Linked DNA regions of Triticum aestivum: region 1 is linked to region 2. The links are chromatin contacts, called in public Hi-C maps. All regions are on one chromosome and are shown on one strand. The core of a region is the stretch at or near the end of the contact, and the rest is flanking DNA. Distances in the headings are between cores, read along the strand shown.

The links. A called contact is a pair of places that touch in the nucleus more often than the background predicts.
Region 1: a contact with region 2 is called in a Hi-C map of leaf, with 3 times the contacts expected there. The contact joins the promoter of LOC123181383 here to the promoter of LOC123181381 in region 2. A contact is called at or near these places in 2 of 5 Hi-C or Micro-C datasets (both in leaf).

Annotation. Positions count from the first base shown.
Region 1 is chr1D:263,114,204-263,120,074 of IWGSC CS RefSeq v2.1, reverse strand. LOC123181383 (2-oxoglutarate-Fe(II) type oxidoreductase hxnY) reads right to left here and starts at 2,702. Exons shown (of 11, transcript XM_044593638.1): 1 at 2,533-2,702; 2 at 2,260-2,455; 3 at 1,705-1,785; 4 at 1,492-1,543; 5 at 1,211-1,332; 6 at 171-271. The coding sequence starts at 2,613.
Region 2 is chr1D:262,875,444-262,880,916 of IWGSC CS RefSeq v2.1, reverse strand. LOC123181381 (vacuolar protein 8) reads right to left here and starts at 1,727. Exons shown (of 3, transcript XM_044593636.1): 1 at 1,480-1,727; 2 at 1,171-1,293. The coding sequence starts at 1,708. LOC123181380 (protein COFACTOR ASSEMBLY OF COMPLEX C SUBUNIT B CCB2, chloroplastic) reads right to left here. Exons shown (of 8, transcript XR_006491712.1): 8 at 4,604-5,192.

The DNA.
Region 1 (5,871 bases), core at 1,453-3,952, 240 kb before region 2:
AAAGCAATGATGTCATGATTTATACTTTTCTAAAACAAGATTTATTGTTTGTTGAAGTGGCAAAACATAATCCCCTGCTCAACCAAAAAATTTGAACATACATTTTGTACATGAGTGATTAGCTGCAGAAGAGAACAAAAATGAAGTTGAAGAATTAACTGAAAGAGTACCTGCAAGCCAGGAGTGCCATCTGTTGCTAGAAGAGTTATCATTCCATAATCTGAATGAGCTGATGCACCATAATTTCCATTATCAGACTCGTTTACTTCACCTACAGTAAACTTTTTATTATTTTCCATTCTGTTTTCTCTACAAAAATAATATTTAGAAAGGAAAAAAAAGGAATACCCCTTCTGTTCACAATTATAAGATGTTTTAAAAAAATCTGAATAGGATGTATATAACACATGGTGTGTTCGTTCAGTCATTTCAGTCCGTATGTAGTGCATCTTGAAATATCCAAAACATCTTATATTTGTGAACAGAGGGAGTACTATGTAAGGAAATACTTATCAGACCTGTTTACTTCACCTACAGTGAACTTGGAATTCTTTTCCATTCTTTTTTCGCTACAATCCCCTTCAGCTGGGTTTCAAAATTCAAATTGCTATGCTAAATCTTGCAGCGCCACTGCCCTTGTTGGAACTGCTGCCCTTGTAGAGAACTTGTGTTGTTGGTCAACTATAGGTGATCGCTTTTGGGCATGGCAGATTTTTTGCAGGTATGCATACTTCATTTTCTAGATTCTGTAGTATTATCAGACTTTGTCCTGATTGGCAGTGCAGCTTTAAGCAGCATAATGTATAGGACCTGCTGCTAAAAGAACATAGCTAGAGGTTGCAAGTATGCTTTCTACACTAAATCTGTTGAAATATCAATGATGTAAGGGATTTTAGTTATTAGGTAGTAATATGAGGGATGTGGATGTGACATGGACAATTGACTGGAGGCGAGAATGTAGTGACTGAAGGCGTGACACAGAGTGCACAGCCAAATTAGCCTATGTTTGAACAGTATGACTTTGATCCATGGCAAAGCACTGATAAGCTAGTGTGTGAAAGAAGCCACCCAAGCAACCATCATCAACCATGAAAATGAATAGGAGCAAACAAAAGGCAACATAAAGCATGTATCTGCCTCTCCACGGGATATAATTAGAATAGAACTTCTGATTCTTTCAAATGACACAAAGGAAAGACAATGATGTAACCTGGGTAGTGCAATAGCCGAATAACTTCTGAAGAGCAGTCGACTGCACCGATGTTCTGAAAGAATTCAGCTTCTAGGTCCAGACTCAGAGCAATTAGAGAGAGTATCCTTTTGCCAGCAGCCCTGGTTGGTAATCAGAAATACCATTGACTATAGTTATTCTAGATAGCTCAATAAAAGGAACATACAAATGCAACACTGGAAATCTGAAGAAATGGTCGTTCTGATACAATTGATCGATTTCATTTTGCTGAGACACACACACACACAAAAAAAACTCACAGTGCAGCTGCATGGTACAGCTTCATTGTATCCTTCCAAGATGGAAATCGCTCTGCAGTTAAATTAATCAGACAAGGTTTCATTTTGTCTGTTGAGAAGAAGCAAGGCATAAAAAGAAGACTCAAATAACACAATTGATGTCTATATACACTTATAAGGATGACAGGTAACAAACTTATCAGTTCTTAAGAGATGACAAAGCAGATTAAGCACCTTTAGGAGGCCATTGGTTAGGATCATTCGGCATATCTACATCCCCGACCGCCCCAATGTAGAAACTCTCCTTGAGGTCTCCTGCTCAATATCACAAAATTCACAATCAGGGATCACAATATATCACTAGAAACAGCAGAAATGCCGAAGGTCAAGTCTAGAAGGCGCGGTGGTTGCTTCAAGCTATAGGATGCGAGGAACTGAGGATAATATCAATGGGTTCTTCAACCCCTATTCTGCTCTGCTACATTTGTAACTAACTAACTCTCTCCCCACCAGGCCACCACAACATCTGAGCAGACAAAGTAACGGAAGCACGATGACAAATACTTATAAGCTTCTAGCTATCCTGGCTTCAAAAGAATCATGTGAATATTCTATTGTCTGGAGACAAAGTAATGACGTTCAGCTAGTTGTTCAGTTTTAAATGTCGTAAACAATGTTGCTCTCAGTAAACAATACTATCGGTAACCTGGCACGTCTCCTGAGCCATAATTTATACTACTTGGATTTAACACAGAGGTCGATTCAGGTAGATCAGGAACTGGATTTAACCCTGGAATTCCGACGACGCGTCGAGCTTCTCGGCGTAGGGCGCGGTGTAGCCCCGGTGAGCGCTGTTCCTCTGCAGCAGCATCTTCTCCTCCAGCGGCAGCTCGAAGAACTTCTTGCTCTCGGCGAACAACGCCTCCAGCAGGCCGTCCTGGATCCCGTGGTTGGTGACGTAGAAGAACCCGCTCTCCACGCATGCCTGTAAAACCAAACCAAATCGCTCATGGCGTGACGCTTCTTGGTGGCTCCACAAAATAGGGCAATCATGCGAGCAACCTTCCGGACGGCGTCCACGGCGGATTTGAGGTCGGGGGACGCGAGGTCAACCACGGGGAGGTCCAGGCTACCGCCGGCCATCGCCTGTTGCTCTGCTTCTGCTGACGCCTGCGCCTGACTATGTCTGAATCTTGGTCAGTCTATCTTTATGGATGGGCTTCGGCGGAAGGCTTGACTGGGCTAGAGCAGACCTGGACACATGGCCCCGCCCGGACCGGATGTAAAAGGGCCTGGCATGGCACGGCCCTTGCCGCAGGACGCGCCAATGTCTCGCTTATACGCTCGCGTCAGGCGCCTACATAAATAGACCGGCCAAGTGCGCAGGAGCCACAGGCGAAAAATGTTAAATTTGTATAGAGAAAATGTTTATCATGTATATAAAAATGTATACAATGTGTAGGAAAAGAGTTAATCATGTATTTTAAAAGATTAATCAAGCATTTAAAAAATATCTATTAAGTATTTGAAAATTTTAAATCAAGCATTCGAAAAACTTTAAACCTGTAAACAAAAATGTTTGTCATGTACTCCCTCCGTTCCTAAATATCTGTCTTTCTAGAGATTTCAAATGATCACCACATACGGATGTATATAGACATATTTTAGAGTGTAGATTCACTCAATTTGTTCCGTATGTAGTCACAATTTGAAACCTCTAGAAAGACAAATATTTAGAAACGGAGGGTTATATAAAAAATACTATGTGTATGAAAAATGTTGATCATATATTTAAAAATATTAAATATATATAATAAAATGCTCCAAGTGTACACAAAAAATATACATTGTGTTGAAAAAATGTTCATTTCCATTCAAAAAAAGTATGTCGTGTATTGAAAAATGTTTACCATACTAAAAATGCTAATCTTGTATTATTATTATTTTGCATGGTAATATATGTCTCATTTATATCATAATGATCATAGTACAAGCTACGTATATATCGACCTAGCAAAACTTAAAAAGTTGCGAAACGCTAGCCTTTGCACAAAGGAGCACCAGCCAAGAAGTAAAAATACAAACAAGACCGAAGAAATATCTAAGCTTGACACCAACACCCGTCACCTGCCTCTAGCACCACCACATGGCCACAAAAGGAAAAAATGATGGATCACCTCCACACCCGAGCTCGACGCGGCTCCATCGCTGATATGCAGCTTTGTGGGCCTCTAAGGTGCCTCGCCAAAGGCGAAACCATTACCGTTGAACGAATCAGACCAGGGCAACACCCCAGACACACCAGCGAACTCCAGATCTGGCACCCCCACACCATTAAGACATTGGAGGAGGAAATTATACCTACCATCCACGTACCACGAATCTGTTGGGGAACGTAGCATGCAATTTCAAAAATTCCTACGCTCATGTAAGATCTATCTAGGAGATGCATAGCAACGAGAGGGGAGAGTGTGTCCACGTACCCTCGTAGACCGAAAGCGGAAGCGTTTGACAACGCGGTTGATGTAGTCGAACTTCTTCTCGTTCCGACCGATCAAGCACCGAACGTATGGCACCTCCGAGTTCTGCACACGTTCAGCTCGATGACGTCCCTCGAACTCTTGATCCAGCAAAGTGTCGAGCAAGAGTTTCGTCAGCACGACGGCGTGGTGACGGTGATGGTGAAGTGATCCGCGCAGGGCTTCGCCTAAGCACTACGTGAATATGACCAAAGGCGTAAACTGTGGAGGGGGGCGCCGCACACGGCTAACAACTGTTGATGTGTGTTCTAGCGGTGCCCCCCCTCATATATATAGGTTGGAGGGGAGGAGAGGCAGCCAAGGGGGCGCCCCGAGTAGGAGGAATCCTACTTGGGCGCCTCCCTATTCGGCCTGCCCCCTTCCATATCCATCCGGAGGGGGAAGGAAGGAGGAGGGAGGAGAGAAGGAAGGGGGAGGCCGAATTGCTCCCCTTCCTTTCTCTCTTCCCCTCTTTCCTTCCCCCCTTATTTGGCTTACATGGGGCGCACCAGCCCCCTAGGGGCTGGTCTGTCCCCTTCTTGGCCCATTAGACCCATGTAGTTGCCGGGAGGATGCCCGGAACCCCTTCCGGTGACCCGATATGTACCCGGTACCCCCAGAACAGTTTCGGTGTCCGAATATCATTGTCCTATATATGAATCTTTACCTCTCGACCATTTCAAGACTCCCCGTCATGTCCGTGATCTCATCCGGGACTCCGAACAACATTCAGTCACCAAATCACATAACTCATATAATACAAAATCGTCATTGAACGTTAAGCGTGCGGACCCTACGGGTTCGATAACTATGTAGACATGACCAAGACACCTCTCTAGTCAATAACCAACAGCGGAACCTGGATGCTCATATTGGTTCCCACATATTCTATGAAGATCTTTATCGGTCGTACCGTAATGACAACATACGTTATTCCTTTTGTCATATGTATGTTACTTGCCCGAGATTCGATCGTCGGTATCTTCATACCTAGTTCAATCTCGTTACCCGCAAGTCTCTTTACTCGTTCCGTAATACATCATCCCGTAACTAACTCATTAGTCACATTGCTTGCAAGGCTTATTATGATGTGTATTACCGAGAGGGCCCAGAGATACCTCTCCGATACTCGGAGTGACAAATCTTAATCTCGATCTATGCCAACCCAACAAACACCTTCGGAGATACCTGTAGAGCATCTTTATAATCACCCGGTTACGTTGTGACGTTTGATAGCACACAAGACATTCCTCTGGTATCCAGGAGTTGCATAATCTCATAGTCGAAGGAATATGTATTTGACATGAAGAAAGCAATAGCAATAAACTGAACGATCATTATGCTAAGCTAACGGATGGGTCTTGTCCATCACATCATTCTCCTAATGATGTGATCCCATTCATCAAATGACAACATATGTCTATGGTTAGGAAACTACAAACTTTGATTAACGAGCTAGTCTAGTAGAGGCTTACTAGGGACACGGTGTTTTGTCTATGTATCCACACATGTATCAATTTTCCGGTTAATACAATTCTAGCATGAATAATAAACATTTATCATGATATAAGGAAATATAAAACAACAACTTTATTATTGCCTCTAGGGCATATTTCCTTCAGTCTCCCACCTGCACTAGAGTCAATAATCTAGTTCACATCGCCATGTGATTTAACACCAATAGTTCACATCTTTATGTGATTAACACCCATAGTTCACATCGCCATGTGACCAACACCCAAAGGGTTTATTAGAGTCAATAATCTAGTTCACATCGCTATGTGATTAACACCCAAAGAGCTCTAAGGTGTGGTCATGTTTTGCTTGTGAGAGAAGTTTAGTCAACGGGTCTGCCACATTCAGATCCGTATGTATTTTGCAA
Region 2 (5,473 bases), core at 478-2,977:
AAAAGGAGCATGATTTGGGCACTCATAATTTTCACACTAGGCCAGAGTACTTTCTTGTATTGTAATCCAAAGATCTGGCGCTTTCGTAACACAAAAGAATCATGGGGAAATAATTGCTTGGGGCGACGTATCGTAGACGAGCCGATAAGCCCTCCAAAAAAGCTGCACGCCATGTGAAAAAGAAAAAAGAAAAAAAAAACTCTCACCACAATTCTTTTATGTACAAATTTTATCACGAGCTTCTAGAGTAGCCACGCATGTACGGAAAGAGATCCCACAGACTTTAACCTGACCCAAGATTAACACTAGCTAACTAGAGTACCAGTTTAAAAAAGGAAGTGGGCCCACTTGTCATCGGCACATGGAGCGACGCACCGCGCACGCGATCTGCGTAACACGACGTCTTTTTCTCCGTGGCAACAACTTTCCATAGCGGTGTGTGCCGTACGGCCAAGGTGGGGCCGGCGTGTCAGTGAGTGAGCGCGTGGGTGGCGGGGCACCACATCATGAGCCGGATCGGCAGCGTCGCGGGGAACCCAAACGGGGCCGACCGAGCCCAGAGCACACGACCTCGGGCTCCCGGATCCGAACGCACGGGCTGCTTGGGGTGTGGGCCCGAGGGAGCCTTTCGCTTTGCTTTCAGAGAGGCCACGCAAAGCCGAGCCCCCGCCTGTTCGGTGGCCCCACGCGTCATCGGGAGCGGGCGGCCCGGTGAATACAGCTGTCGTACCGGGGTGCCAGCGACGTGCGAGCGCCGGCGTGGGCAGCGTCGGCGGCGGCACGGATGAGGACGGAATTTATTGTGGTCTGGCCCCGTACTTTTGCTAAAATCATATAAATGCCCCTCCATAGATTTCGAAAATAAGTACGGAGTATCTCGCAAACTTAGAAACCCACCTGTAAATTTTCGAAAACAATTCGCACCCAAATCTCTCTCGTTCCTTTCTCGAACTCATGATCGCAAACACTTGCAGGGATATTCTGAAATCTAGAAGGTGGACGGACACAGGGAGAAAAGCCCCGGTGATGCTTAGCTTGGCTTGCAAGCCTACCAAGGGAGCACGGGAAAGTTGGCCGCGAGGAAGCAAAGGCGAAAGGCAACGGGACGCGTATCCACTCCAGAGACCACGTGCAGAAAAAATCAAGGCGAAATGAAGCAAGCTGGTTTACCTCGCCCTGCGATCCGCTCGCCTCCGCTGGACGCGCCCCCGCTCGCCCCTGCTCCGGCCCTCCTCCCGGCGCCGGCCGCCAGCGAGAAGAAACCAACGAGTGCTAGTACCGCCGCCGCCGCTGCTGCTACGATGGATATGCCAATCATCAATTAATCAGTTGCCCATCATACGGATGGATGAAGATGAATCATCACCCGCGTCCTCGGCGAGGAGGAGGGAGTGCGGGCGTGGGAGTGAGAGGAGAGGCGAGAAGAGCAGGGCAGGAGCAAGCAGAGAAGATTGGGGAATGATTAACAAAAACACTCACCACGGCCGGGCTGCACTTGTAGCGAGCGAGCCGCGTCCGACAGGTCCCTCTGGCGTCGCGCCGCGCAGTTTCGAGCGAGTCGTTGGGGAGACGGCCTTCGGAATTTATTTCTCTCCGGGCGGGCGCTGCTCTGCTTGGCTGCTAGCAGATGTGTGTGGGGAGCGGAGGACGAGGGGGTGTTTTGAATTGGGGCGAGGCGGGGCCGTCGGATCGTGGAGGGGGTGCACATGGGACGGATGGTGGGGGTCGGGGGGATCCGACCGTTTGAGCGCTGCGGGTTTTGAATCGGTGAGTGGCTGCTGCTGCCGCTCGCTCGGCGTCCTTTTACGGCTTTTGGCTGACATCCGCTGCAGCTGGAGGCAGTGGGAGGGTTTTTGAATTGAATCCAGGTCGCTGCCGTTTCGACTGTTTCTACCCACGAGTGCTTCTCGATCTAGTTGTGTGTTGACACGAACTCATCTGACGATGCCGTTTGAATAAGCTTGACATCTTGTGGCTGAGGGTATTTTTGGATTCTACCCGCAAATAAACCAAAGTTTTCTGATCTGAGAAAGTCAGTAAAACTAAGTGATATATAAGTTCTAAAATCACCTTTTAATCGTACGATCACTGTATGTGATGGTTTCATCTTGTGTCGCTGTTTGGAACAGAGCCCGTCGCACTGCATGTGCGCGCCTCCTTCCAGATAAAAAAGTGGCTTTCAGCTCATCGCAAAGCTAATTTTAACCACCAGATTTTTCCAATCGCACAACACAAGGCAGGATTAGGTGTCAGTGTCCCATCCAGTATACCACGTACACGTACAGGTACTTCACGGGTTGGGAATAGGGTACTTTGCATACGAACGCCATGCTATGTCACTGTCTTGTTTGGCGGGATCCGCCCGTCCATCTAATCCGTGTCCGGTTGCCGTGCGCCACCACTTATTTTGTGGTGCGTGCCCATCGGCTGGCGTTGCAAGCCTGTATTTATGACTCGTGATGAGCTTACCAATCACCGTTCCCTAGTCACATGAGCATTTTCAGCTCGCCTCCTCCTCCTTTTGCAGAATCAAACTAGGGAGAGAGTAAGAGCAACTCCAACAGGGCGACCCAAACGGACCCACGCATTGTCCGTTTTTTGTCTGTTTGGATCGGCCAGGCGGATCTACGTGTCCGCATTTTAAAGTGGGTCGGCTTACCACCCAACGGTGAGGCCGACCCAAATGTGCCGCCGTGGAAAAAATGCACGAAATAAACATAAATAAACATAATTAAACATAAAGTGGCCGGTCAAATGCCGGCCAAAGTCCACCTAAATCTAACAAACATTAAATAGAACATTAAAAAAAGTTTGCGACCGCCTGCTGCCGCCCCGCACGCTGCTCTAGACGTCGTCGGCCTTGCTCTTGCCCTTGTCGTCGACGCCCCGCCGTCGGTGAGGTCGATGAAGACCGGAGCAGGGCCAACCCACCTGAACGCCGCCTGGTACGCTGCCAGGGCAACCTCCTCCAGCGTCTGCTGGGGCGGCGGCATTGCGGCAAGCCACGCGCGCTCCTCCTCCTCCTCCTCGAGCCGGAGCGCCTCCGCGTCGCGTTGGAGCATGGCCTCGTAGCGCATCTGCTCCTCGCCGTCGGCCTGCTCCTGGCGGAGCCAGTGCTCCTTCCATCGCTCGAGGTGGGCCGCCTCCTCCTCCGGCGTCGCGCGAAGTGGATGGGAGGCGCGCTCACCCACTCGCGGTATTGGCCCGTCCACGAGTAGGCCTCCTCCGGCCAAGTGGGTGGAGGCGGGGAGCGCTTACGCGTCGGCTCCGGCTCCGGCTCCGGCTTGGGCTGGACGGGCGGCGACGGTGGCGGTGGCGGCACGAAGAGCGGGGTGTGGACGGAGTCCCCCGCCGCCGACAGGGCAAGGGCTTGCTCCAACCCATCCCAGTGCACGTCCTCCTCGAGGCGGCTAGCCTCCAGCGCGTGCTGCAGGGCCTCCTCCAGGGCGGCTTGGTACTCCGCCTCCGCCTTCATGTCCTCCGGCTCTACCTGCGGGGGCGGCAGTGGGAACGGCGGCGGGACGGCGTCGACACCCGAGCGTCGTTGCTCCTCGTGTTCGAGGGCGAACCACGCCTCCCAGTTGGGGGAGTCGGCGGCGTACTCGGGCAGCCGACGCTGCTCCGGCGTGAGCTGCGCGCGGCGCCTGCGCACCTCGTCGTCGTGCGCCCGCTGGGTACGCGGAACCGTCGGCACCGGGATCCGCTGCGGATCCAGATGCCAACGGTGCGGCAGCGTGACATCGGGGTACGACAATGGCTGCCTGTACTCCCAGTGCCACCGCGCTTGGTGCACCGGGACGTGCAAGCGCCGGCGACCAGGCAGAAACGCGTCGCCGCCGGAGAAGGAGGAGGGGGAAGGGGAGCACGGGAGGACGAGGCGCCAGGGGTGCCCTTGCCCTTGCCCTTGCCATTGCTGCTGCCGAAGAGGCCCATGGACGCGCTAGGGTTTGCGGTCGCCGACGAGGAAGCAAAGGGAGTGGGAGGGGGGGCAGATGTGGACGGGAAAAGTGGATGAGGCCGACCCCGTCGCACGCGTGGTTAAAAAAGGACGCTTCCACTGGCTGACGCGTGGGCCCGCTGTCGGTGGTCGTCATAAATAAACGACCGATGGCGGTTGGGTGGCCGCCAGGTGGGGACGCGGTGGACGGGGAGGAGACGCGCTTCGCGTCCGCACCGACGCATTCCAGGCGCAATTTTGAACCGGAAATGGGTCGGCGCGGACGCCGGGCGGACACGATTTGAGTTTGAGTCGGCGCGTTGGGCCGTCACTTTTATCCGCGCCGACCCAAACGGACGCGGGCGGACGAAATGGAAATGGGTCGCCTCATTGGAATTGCTCTAAATATCCATGAGAATGCACCGAACCGTGCAAAAATCCTGTTCAAATGTTCTTTTTTACTGACTCTATAAGTTGGAGCCCTCCCAGAAAACAAGGCTGACATTTTTATACCCTTGGCCGCGGTACACTGTTTTAGAATCGTTGAAAATTTCATCCGCAAAAAAAAAGAATCGTTGAAAATTTGTGCGCCCATTCGACCAGAAATTTCCCAGCACCGAAGCAATGCATATCCTTCCCAGACCCCCACTGTCCCATTGCTGCCAGTTCACACAATAGACGAGTGGACCATTTAATCTCCCAGCGTGACAGTAGCCACAGGGCGAACATGGTACCATACAGTACAGAATACAGCTTGATGCTTCAACCATATCAGACGGCATGCATTAAACAACACCGCATGAGACGACGTAAGTAGTTAGGTGCATTCTCAAGCTTGTGAGAGAACACAGCAGAGGGCTCCTGGGAGAAGCCTTTGGAAGGATGCCCAACTGATGATGCTCTAGAACAAATGATTTCAAGCCCCAGAGAGTTCACAAGAAGCCAAGGCAGATCAAGGCCACAGGATGATGATGACGCGTTGAGATCGGCCCATAGGAACCAACCAACCACGCTCTTATTCAGACCACACCTTCAGCTGGATAAGGGATGGTTATTGTGCTAATTAGACATGTAATGGCATTATGAGGCCCATCAACTAATAGTTCCTAGCTCCACGGCGCCACTTGCATGTTCCGCCTCTGCCTCCTTCTCTTGCAAAGTACTCATTCCGATCACAGACTTGATATGGCTGTTGGTGACCACAGACTTGAGACATCCATCCACTAAGCGAATCATAACATCTGTGCTTGTCCAACTGCAAAAATGAAAGAAACTCGAGCATGACCATGTAAGAATACGCAATTATCAACTTTAAAAGTAAAATGTTAGTAAGACTGCTAACAATAATCAGACTCTATAAAGCGCGACAAGATGGAATATCATACTACAATAAAAAAAATAGTATTTACAGAAGATGCATCATAACATTTAAGTAGATTGGTTTGCACCACCTAATTATGACAGCATATCGGGTTTGTTGATGGAAAAGGCAAACATGGTAATCTTATCATCATCGCATTCCCCTTTTCACCCTTA